2 separate regions of the Mus musculus genome follow, and region 2 is linked to region 1. A link is a contact called in public promoter capture Hi-C data. All regions are on one chromosome and are shown on one strand. Each heading gives the region's core, a stretch centred on a gene start, on an enhancer-like site or on the middle of the called end of the contact. The rest is flanking DNA. Distances are from core to core; before and after follow the strand shown. Region 1 has its middle 14 kb from the start of Gm39795. Region 2 overlaps Ttll11 (tubulin tyrosine ligase-like family, member 11).

Region 1 (4,454 bases), core at 1,424-3,923:
CCCAGACATCCATCCTTTTATTCAGTCCTTGCGGTCTCCACAGAGCAGAGATGAACCCTTTAAAAGACCCAGGAGTCCTTCCTGGTGTTCCTCTAGGTAGCCTTTATGGACTGCCGTAGCCTCTGGCTTTGTTTGGCCTCTGGGACTAACGGAAGAGGAAAACTTAACTGTCCTGTCCCATTCCTACAGACCATATTTCTGACCTGGTCACCAGGGCTGCTGAGCCACTTAGTACTGACCCCTCTCTGTGGAGTTGCACCGCATTTCTGAGTGTGACCCAAAGGCCTGAGTCACACAGTGAGACCGTGGCAGGGGATAGACCCAGGTCCAGCCCACTCTTTCTGACTTCTGTGAGACCTTAGACTCTATGCTGTAAAGGCCAGAGGCCCCACCCTGTCCCCTACAGTTGGGGATGAGGTTGCTATTCCTTGGAGGATTTTGAAGTAAGGATGATGAAGGATGTGAACAAGGGACCAGTGGCTTCCAGCTTCTTTCAGACTCTTTCCCTTCCTTGGGCCTCCCTATTTGTAAATGCCAGGGAAAATCATAAAGAGCCAAGGGAGCTTGGCTTGGCACTTGTGTAAATTACACAGCAGCAAAGGTTTCCGTGTGAACCAGGGGAGGGAGTTTACTCCAGAATTTTCCATAGTCTTTTTATTAGGGACTCTCAGAGCCAGGGGAAGCTCGCCTGTCAATCTGTTTCCTTCCCTCCTACCCTGATGTGGCATTCTCTGGCTTGTGCTCTGGTCCTGACCTTGGAGGGGCCCAGGAGCCCTAAGGAGAGCTCCCTAAACTTCTAATCTTGACACATCTAGGTGATAGTTTCTTCAGCCATGTAAGAGCGGGTGACTAATTGTGTCTGGGTGAGCCAGGCCTTGGAAATGAGTAACAGTTTGCCAGGGGAAGAGGGCTGGGGAAGGAGCTATTCTAAGAAGCAGGGAAGCTTGTGCAAAGGCACTGAGCATCCTTCATGACTAGAATGGAGGGCACAGGGTTGGAGTCCTGGGACTGAGAGTGTTAGGTGAAGGCAGAACTGACAAGGATACTGGGACAAGTTTGTCACCAGGGCAGTGACCAAGAACTCTCATTGACGCAGTGACTGAGGTGGGAGTTCATGGGGAGGCCCTGAGGAGGTGGCCTGGTAGTCAGCAGGCAGATCCAACCCAGAGCAATGCCTGCTGGGCAGATCAATGGCAGATCCTGGAAACTCAGCTTCAGGTTTATGGGAGCTGGACATTTTATCTGAAAACAGATGAGGCGAAGCTCGCAGGTAGATACTGTTACGGTTAGTGTCTCCCTGTTGCTGTTTTTCTTCTTAAGAAAATAATTCTAAATTAAAAGAGACTATAGCTATGAATCGAGGGACAGTCAGTCACATAGGCTGCCTTGTCTTGGTTGTCCCACTGTGAACAGTGGTCTGTGCAAGGACACGCACTGTTACAGGGAGAACTGTACACAGGAGGGAGGACGTGGTGTTTCCTGGTCATCTGGAGCCTGTGGGTTCCTCCCCCTAACTCCAGAAGGGAAATTTGGCTCTTAGATGACATGTTGTCTGGCCATAGAGATGGTATCATTCAGGCCTGTAGCGCTTTGCTGAGACATTGATCTCTGGTTTTCTTCAAGGAAACTCTTCTGGCCCCAGCCCACAATTTTTGAGTATTTGCTGACTGGAGGTGATAAGTTAGAGGGCAAGAGAATGAAAGAGAAATTACAAGTGATAGCTTAGGTGTGTGTGTGTGTGTGTATGTGTGTGTGTGCACGTGTGTGCATGTGTGTACTCTGGTGTGCATCCATCAGTGCATTCACAGAGGCCAGAGGTCAATTCCAAACATCTCCTATCACTTTTTACTTTATTTTTTATTACGTTTGTATTTGCTATTAATTTATTATTACTGTGTGGGTGTGTGATATATGTGTGTGGGCACACACATGGAAGTCTGAGAACAGCTTTGTAGAGTCCATCTCCCTTTCCACCTTTACTTGGGTCCTGGGAACCAAACTCTGGTCATCAGGTGTGTGTAGGAAGTGGTCACTCTGCTTAGCCATTTCTCTGGCCCCTCTGTGAACCTGGTGTTCAGCAATTCAGTAGGCTGACTGGCCAAGGAGCTCCAGGGATCTACGGGTCTCTCTAGTCCCCTGACTTCAGCCCTGGAGATACAGATGTGCCTCCCCCCTCCCCTGCCCTCGCCTGCAGCTGTTACATGTGTGCTGGGGCCTTGGCATGCACAGTTCGGGAACGCTGGAGAGGCCTCGGGACTATTTATAAACACATATGTTCTTTACCATCAACAGGTCTGCAGAGTGTGGATCAGTCTCCTATCTATTTTTAGGAAATTAATGCTCCTGGACCCAGGCAAGGTCTTTTGTTAGCTGGGCACCCAGCCAGAACTGCATTCTTCCTTTCTACTGTTTGACAAACTCTTAGACATCCCCAAGAAGCGCTGGAAAGGGAGTCGCCCTGTTACCTTGTAAGAAAATGTGGGCTGAAGCAGAGAAAAGCGGGTCCCAGGAGTTACGTGTGGTGGTGGGGGGTGGGGGTGGGGGTAGCTGGGCCATCAATGTTTAGGCAGCCGAGGGAGGTTAAGTAAAAATATCTCCTTCCTTCCAGCTGAATGAGCGTGTGTCATATTTCAGCCTGATGTGGTTTGTGAACTTGGAGACCACAGGCAGGCTTAGTTCCTTCTGCCTCTGACTTCCCCTCCCCCTCTTCTTGAGAGACGTGCCTACTTGCTCCTGCCCTGCCTTGGACCACAGGGGCAATTGCAGGGTAGGGGAGAGAAAAGCAGAGGGTGTGGTGGGTGAGGCTAGGCAGCTAAAAGCCTGGGTTGGGGTCCCTGTCTGTGCGCTGACAAAACGAAGGGTAAGGTTTGGTGCCGGCGTGCTTTTTTAATGGACTCCAGCTATCCTAAAACTCACTCTGTAGATCAGGCTGGCCCGGAACTTAGAGAGATCCACTTGCCTCTGCTCCTGAATGCTGGTATTAAAATTGTGTCCCAACATATCTGATCAGTTTTCGGCTTTGTTTTGTTATTTTTTTATTTTTTCTGGTTATTGTCTCTCCTAATCTGGCTTTTTTGAGAAGACTCCAGAAGGGTCTGAGCCATGGAGCCTGGTGGGAAACTGTTATGAGGGAGCCTGGCTGGAGGGAGTGGGCTTCCTTTATTTTGCTAAGTTGGTTAAGCAAAGGGTGTCTCGTTACTTTCCAACCTCAACAGATCTATCATTTGGTTCAAGTACTTATCAAGCAAAAGATATATATATTCCATGTAAGTCAGCCTTGAGGGTGGGGCTCTTGATTTCTCTGTTGTAGAGGCTGTGGCTGTGGCTGGGCTGGGCTGAGTAAATACTAATTAAATTTGCAGGGTGGCTTAGTGGCCTGACTGGGGGATGTGCTTCATCTCTTCATGGGCCTTCCTTCCTCATGGTAACAAGAGCTTGTGATAGAAAATTTGGAAAATGAATTTCTTTTAAAGGATAAAACCAAAACCAACTAAACAAAACCAAAGAACTATCCATAACTGCCACCACTACAAAATTTGGTATGTTTCCTTCCTGTATTTTCCTTCTTAAAAAAGATTTATTTCATTATTTTTATGTGTATATAATTGTTATCTGTCCATTGCCTGTCCATGGAGTAAGTCCATCCTAGTGAGCAATTTTTTAATATGTTCTTTAAAAATTTTTATTTACATTTGTGTGTGTGTGTGTGTGTGTGTGTGTGTACATGCCAAGGCAGGGGAACAGAGGTCAGAAGACAACTTTATGGAATATATTCTCTCCACCCTGGGGGTCATGAGTCTTGCAGTAAATGCTTCCACCCACCGAGCTACTGCTTGCCCCTGAGTTCTTCCTTCATTATTACAAATGGAGCTCCTGGCTCAGTTGTGATGTGTTTTATAGCTTTTGTTACATTTTGCCAAATTGTTACTCAGGAAGAATAACAGTGGTCCCTGTTCCTAGCACACTTGGTGGGGAAATGGTATTCTTGAAGGAGTACTGTAGCTGGGTATCTAAAGTCTAGCTGTTCTAGACTTCTGATCCAGGGACCACTTTCCTAAAACATTAGACTTCAGTTCATTCTCTCAACAAATCTTTTGCACAGCCAAGTATCAGAAAAAGGTAGAGTTGAGATTCTAGGTCAAAGAGCAGAGGGAACCTGGTTCAGTCCTGAGTAGTTTGCCTCTCTAGGCTTTGGTTTCCAGAGTAAAGTTAGGATTTCAACACCAGCTTCCTACATTTTTTGTTAGTTTGTTTTTAGGGTTTCCTATAGCCCAGGCTGGCTAGTCACTATGTTGCTGAAAATAACCTGAACTCTTACCTCCACCTCCCAAGCAAGGATTACAGTCATGCACCACTGTGCCTGATAGCATGCAGTCCTGAGGACTGAACCCAGAGCTCCATGCTGGGCAAGCACTCTCCCAACCGGGCCCCAACCCATTCCTAGGGTCTTGAGG
Region 2 (4,454 bases), core at 1,379-3,878, 640 kb after region 1:
AGGTCACATTATCAGTTTCAGGTCATTCTTTTCCAGCTTGGTAGATGAACACCCCACGCCCACCCTAACACACACACAAATGGCCTAGGACTCCACTAAGACTTGCTGGGATCCTGGGATAGATTTCTGGGGCTCATTCTTGACTTAACCAGCTTTCCAGAATCTGGCCCACATCACCAGTCTCTTTCCTTGAGGTCACCAGGTCTGTGTGGCACGCCAGCCTTGTCCCATACTCCAGACACTGCCTCTAACAGAAAGCAGGGACATCGGCAGGATTTGCTTTGATGCTATCCTTTTCTTGGGCTCACAGTAGGCCACCTCTACCATCCAAAGCTCAAAACACTTACTCACATACATATTTTTACATATTTCTGGCAGCCAAGCTGTTAAGGGTGAGTCTTTGTGGCTCCATCATGACCAGAACTGTGGATTTCAGGAAGTGACGTGTCAACAGCAACTAAAGTAAAAGAGTGAGTCCTGTTTGAAGGGCTGGCAAGAGCATTCTAGAAACGAGTACTGAAACAAAGTAGGTGGCCAAAAGGAACATGGTAGGAGCTGAGCTCTGATAGAACAGAGAGGATGGATTAGACAGCATCTTATAAATCGCATAGCAGCCAGGGTTGTGAGTGCAATGAAGGCGCCCTTGCCGGGTTTGAGCAAGGCAAGGCAATGTCACCTGACTTGTGCTTCTGAAGCTTCTTGTTGGCTACTGCAGGGTTCTTTGTGAGTTGCATGTGGCAAGAAGGGGATGAAAGAGCAAAGGATGATTCCAGCTTCTGTCTATGTGAATGCTGCTTGCTTACAGAAACAGGAAGAGCTGTGGGTGGCAGGCTTTAGGAGGGAAGGCGCGGGTTTGCTTTTGACTCTGGTGTTTGGTGCCCACTAGCTATCCCAGTGGGAAGAGCAAGGGAGCAATGGTATATATCAGCCTGGAGCTCCAGCAGAGGTCAAGATTAGCAATATAAATTTAGGGCTCAACAGCACTTAACTGATCCCTAAAGCCACAGGGCAGGATGAGATCATTTAGGAAGAGATGGTAGATGTACAAAGACAAGTTTCCAAGAATTGATATCCAGGGACCTCCAATATATTTCCATTAATGACAGGTCCAGAGGAAGAGGCCAGGGAAGAACAACCAGTAAGGTAGCAGGGAAACAGGAGAATGTGAGACCCTTCGGTGTTTGCTGGGAAAACCCTCAATCATGCCTTGAACTCACTTGGGCATCCCCTCTGGGAGCCTTCAGTTGGACAGTTAACTCTCTCCCCTCATCTCATGTGAGCACTTGGACAGCATGATGTATACAGAGCAGGGATTATCTCTGTGAGTCTTTCACACTAACCGGAGCACCCCTTAGAGGCCCTGGCCTCGCCTTGTCCTTAGCTACATGGCCCACACCTATCTCAGGTCTCATCTCAGTGGGTACCCAGGGAATGTGATATATTGCAAAGGAAGAAAATAACATAGTCAGAGTGGACAAGGAATGCTTTACAGAGAAAGAAAGTCTTGAGCTGTACTTTGGAAGGTACTGAATATTGAAACTAGTGAATAGGAGTGAGCAGGCCAGGCTGGCAGAGACAGAGGACCAATGGTCCAACCAGGGAGGCACTGGTGACAACCTCTGGAGAGGAAGCAGATCTGGTGTGGAAGAACCAAGGTTGAGGCACAGGGGAGCTAGGCAGCTGGATTGGGATGCGACAAACACCAGGCTAAGGTCTTGGTTTCCAAACTTGATTCCAAACTTTTATCACCAATGTCCTAGTTAACATCAAAATGAGGATAGTTGCCGATTTACAGTAACTTCAAGGTTACTGTAGGTGGGTAGGTGTGATAACTGTTGTCAGAGTAATAAACACCCATATTCTCACTTATTAAGTGACTGCTGTGTATTGGGGGCTGTTTTACACAGCTCCCTCTTGCTGGAGTGTGCAACAACTCTGGGGTATGGCTACAAACAAGCTTGCTACTTATAGCTAAAAAAATCCAGACTAGAAAAGGTTGACTTGTCGAGCTCGCCAGCTACAGTTGCTGTAAGCAGGAGCTGGAAGAAGCTCAACCCAGTCCATCTGAGAGGGAAACCCCAGCCCTTGACAGCCCCTCCATCCCCCACCCCAATACACTGATTCTCAGCTTCTGCCTGGTGATGTGTATAGGCTGTGGGGTAAGAGAGAGGGTAGAGGACACAGGAAGAGGAGAATTATACTAGGCCTTAGGAAAGCTCTATCTCTAGACATCCAACAGGAGGGTCATGGCTAAAGACAAAATTAGACACGGAGAACAAGAAAACTATACAGTTCAAGCCACAAAGTGTGTTCCCTCTGTGTGTGTTTCTGCCACATGACTGTCTACACCCAGGCTGACCTTGATATTTAAGCCAGGGTCACACTGCTGCCCTCAAGACAGCAGATGTGAGGCTCTGTGGCTGGGGCTGCCTGGGCAATGACAAGGCAGAGGCTGAAATGACAGGGCAGCTGTGTTCCTCAGCAGCAGATTACAGGAAATCTGACCACAGCAGAGCCGTGCCAGCTGTTGCTTGGCCACCATGTTTTCCAAGTCATTACTGTGGTCATGGCTGGAACAGGGTCACAGTCACATGCCCCAGATGAGTGTAATTTGGTTGGCCAGGGTTTACGCTCTGTAACGCTGCCATCTGGCCAGGTCTTGCTACAAGCAAGAAAGACCTGCCCAGCTAAGAAATAACTTCCTGCACTTGTGCCGAGTCTCAACAGTATGCAAAGTGTTTCCTGTGTCATCCATGTCTCACAGGAGTTGGGTGCTGACCCTGTAAGGCAGGGGAGGAAGCTAAGTTCCTGAAGAGTTAAGTGACTTAGGACAGGTCACGTGGCAAATGGACATCAGAACCATACCATGGAAACCTCAAGGTCTGCCCGTGTGTCTAGAGCCCAGCTAACAGCATCCTGAAAGGTGATTCAGACAGAGCAAGCAGGAGTGGACTTGGCTCTGAGTAGGTTCCAAATCCTCTCCCTTACTGCGTATCCAAGGCACTCAGAGCAACAGATACCACTTGACACCTTCTTAAAGCCTCTTCACCTACATCACTTCCCAGTGTGCACACGTGCACGTGTGCACACACACATGCACGCGCACACACACACATGCACGCACGCGCGCGCGCGCGCGCACACACACACACACACACACACACACACACACAGGTGTGAGTGTGCAGAGGGAACCTAAGACACACTAGGTGGTGAGAAAGTCTCCAGTACTTACTATACCAGAAAGGGCTTCATTCCTAGCCTGTCTCATCACCCTGGAAGCGTTTAGCGTGTGGTCAAATAGTGGCAAATGGCCATGAGGTTCTGAGCCCATTTGCTAGCTGTGACCCTAACCAAAGCAGTGGCTCCTGATCTGGACTTTCAGCCCCTACAGCTGGCCCTACCCCAACCTTGGTGGCTGTTGTTGCCTGTCTACTGCAGGACACACACATAATGACCACCCGGTCCTCCTTGCTGGGCCTCTGTGGTTTGGTCATGCTTGCCTGGCCCCATGGGATGCTCTTAGAATAGCCAAACAGGCATGGCCACACTTGTCCTCAGGGATGAACCCAGGGTGTGACCCTCACTTTGTGGTGGCCTGGGTTGGGACTTCTTTGTTCTAGCACTGTCCTGAAGTCCTCCTCAGTAGCCCTTTCTAACCATCTCCTCACGGCTATTGCAAATACCTGCTTAAGAGCTGCAGGCTCAGAGAGCAGGATTGGCATAGGACCATGGATGGGACTCGATGGGACAATTACTACTTCTCACACTGTCTCAATCCCTGGCCAGAGGCTTTCACCTGATGATCCTGCTGATGGGGGCAAAATCCCTGAGTCTCTGGATCTGGAGCAACCCAGTGTGTTTGTGGGCTGGTCAGTAGGTGTCTATCTATGAGAGAGACATTGCTCTGACCCCTCTCTTCACTCTCATCCCTTACTGCCTTCAACCCTTCTAGCTGAGTCAGGAAACACCCAGATCTCCTTTGACAGAAAAAGTGATAAACTGTGTGTACTTATGTGGTGTGCACCAGTGCAAGCCAACCCATGCCACTAGCCCCAGCAATGGGCCAGACCTTTGGGCCATTGCCTGTGAAGGAGCAGGCGCTTCAGAAGGTGGGAGTCACACTGGGGCTGATATGAAGCTCGGAAGCGAGTCAGATAAGGCAGTGTCCTGTCTGGGGGGACATATATGCATGACCACATGTAGTTCTGAAAGTCGAGGAAATGGTCAACATACCATTCAGAATAGTGGTTATGTAGAGGATGGGTTGGGGAAGAGAATATGGAAGAACACACATCGGAGCTGGGCAGTGAGCTGGGTGTGATCATTACAAATATGTTCTGTGTTGTTCTATTCCTCACACATCACACACACACACACACACACACACACACACACACACACCCCACCCTCCACCCCACTCTCGTCATGCTATGCAACAATATGAAAGATTA

Evidence for each region. Promoter capture Hi-C pulls out the DNA fragments that hold promoters and counts their contacts.
Region 2: a contact with region 1 is called in a promoter capture Hi-C map of pre-B cells, with 3 times the contacts expected there. The contact joins two enhancer-like sites. A contact is called at or near these places in 1 of 39 promoter capture datasets (pre-B cells), 2 of 115 datasets of contacts at active chromatin or transcription factors (embryonic stem cells and large pre-B cells) and 1 of 9 other capture datasets (embryonic stem cells).

Annotation. Positions count from the first base shown.
Region 1 is chr2:35,257,233-35,261,686 of GRCm38.p6, forward strand. It overlaps a transcript of Gsn not described here. Among named protein-coding and RNA genes, the nearest start is that of Gm39795, 14 kb to the right of the region's middle. Within about 2 kb of position 2,674, at least 86 of the 459 cell types and tissues checked have an H3K27ac peak or open chromatin away from gene starts, as enhancers often do. A contact at or near this core is called in pre-B cells, where this site is marked.
Region 2 is chr2:35,896,458-35,900,911 of GRCm38.p6, forward strand. All of the region lies in intron 4 of Ttll11 (tubulin tyrosine ligase-like family, member 11), which reads right to left. The region is part of intron 2 of Gm35396 (predicted gene, 35396); the gene reads left to right. Among named protein-coding and RNA genes, the nearest start is that of Gm35396, 15 kb to the left of the region's middle. Within about 2 kb of position 2,629, at least 91 of the 459 cell types and tissues checked have an H3K27ac peak or open chromatin away from gene starts, as enhancers often do. A contact at or near this core is called in pre-B cells, where this site is marked.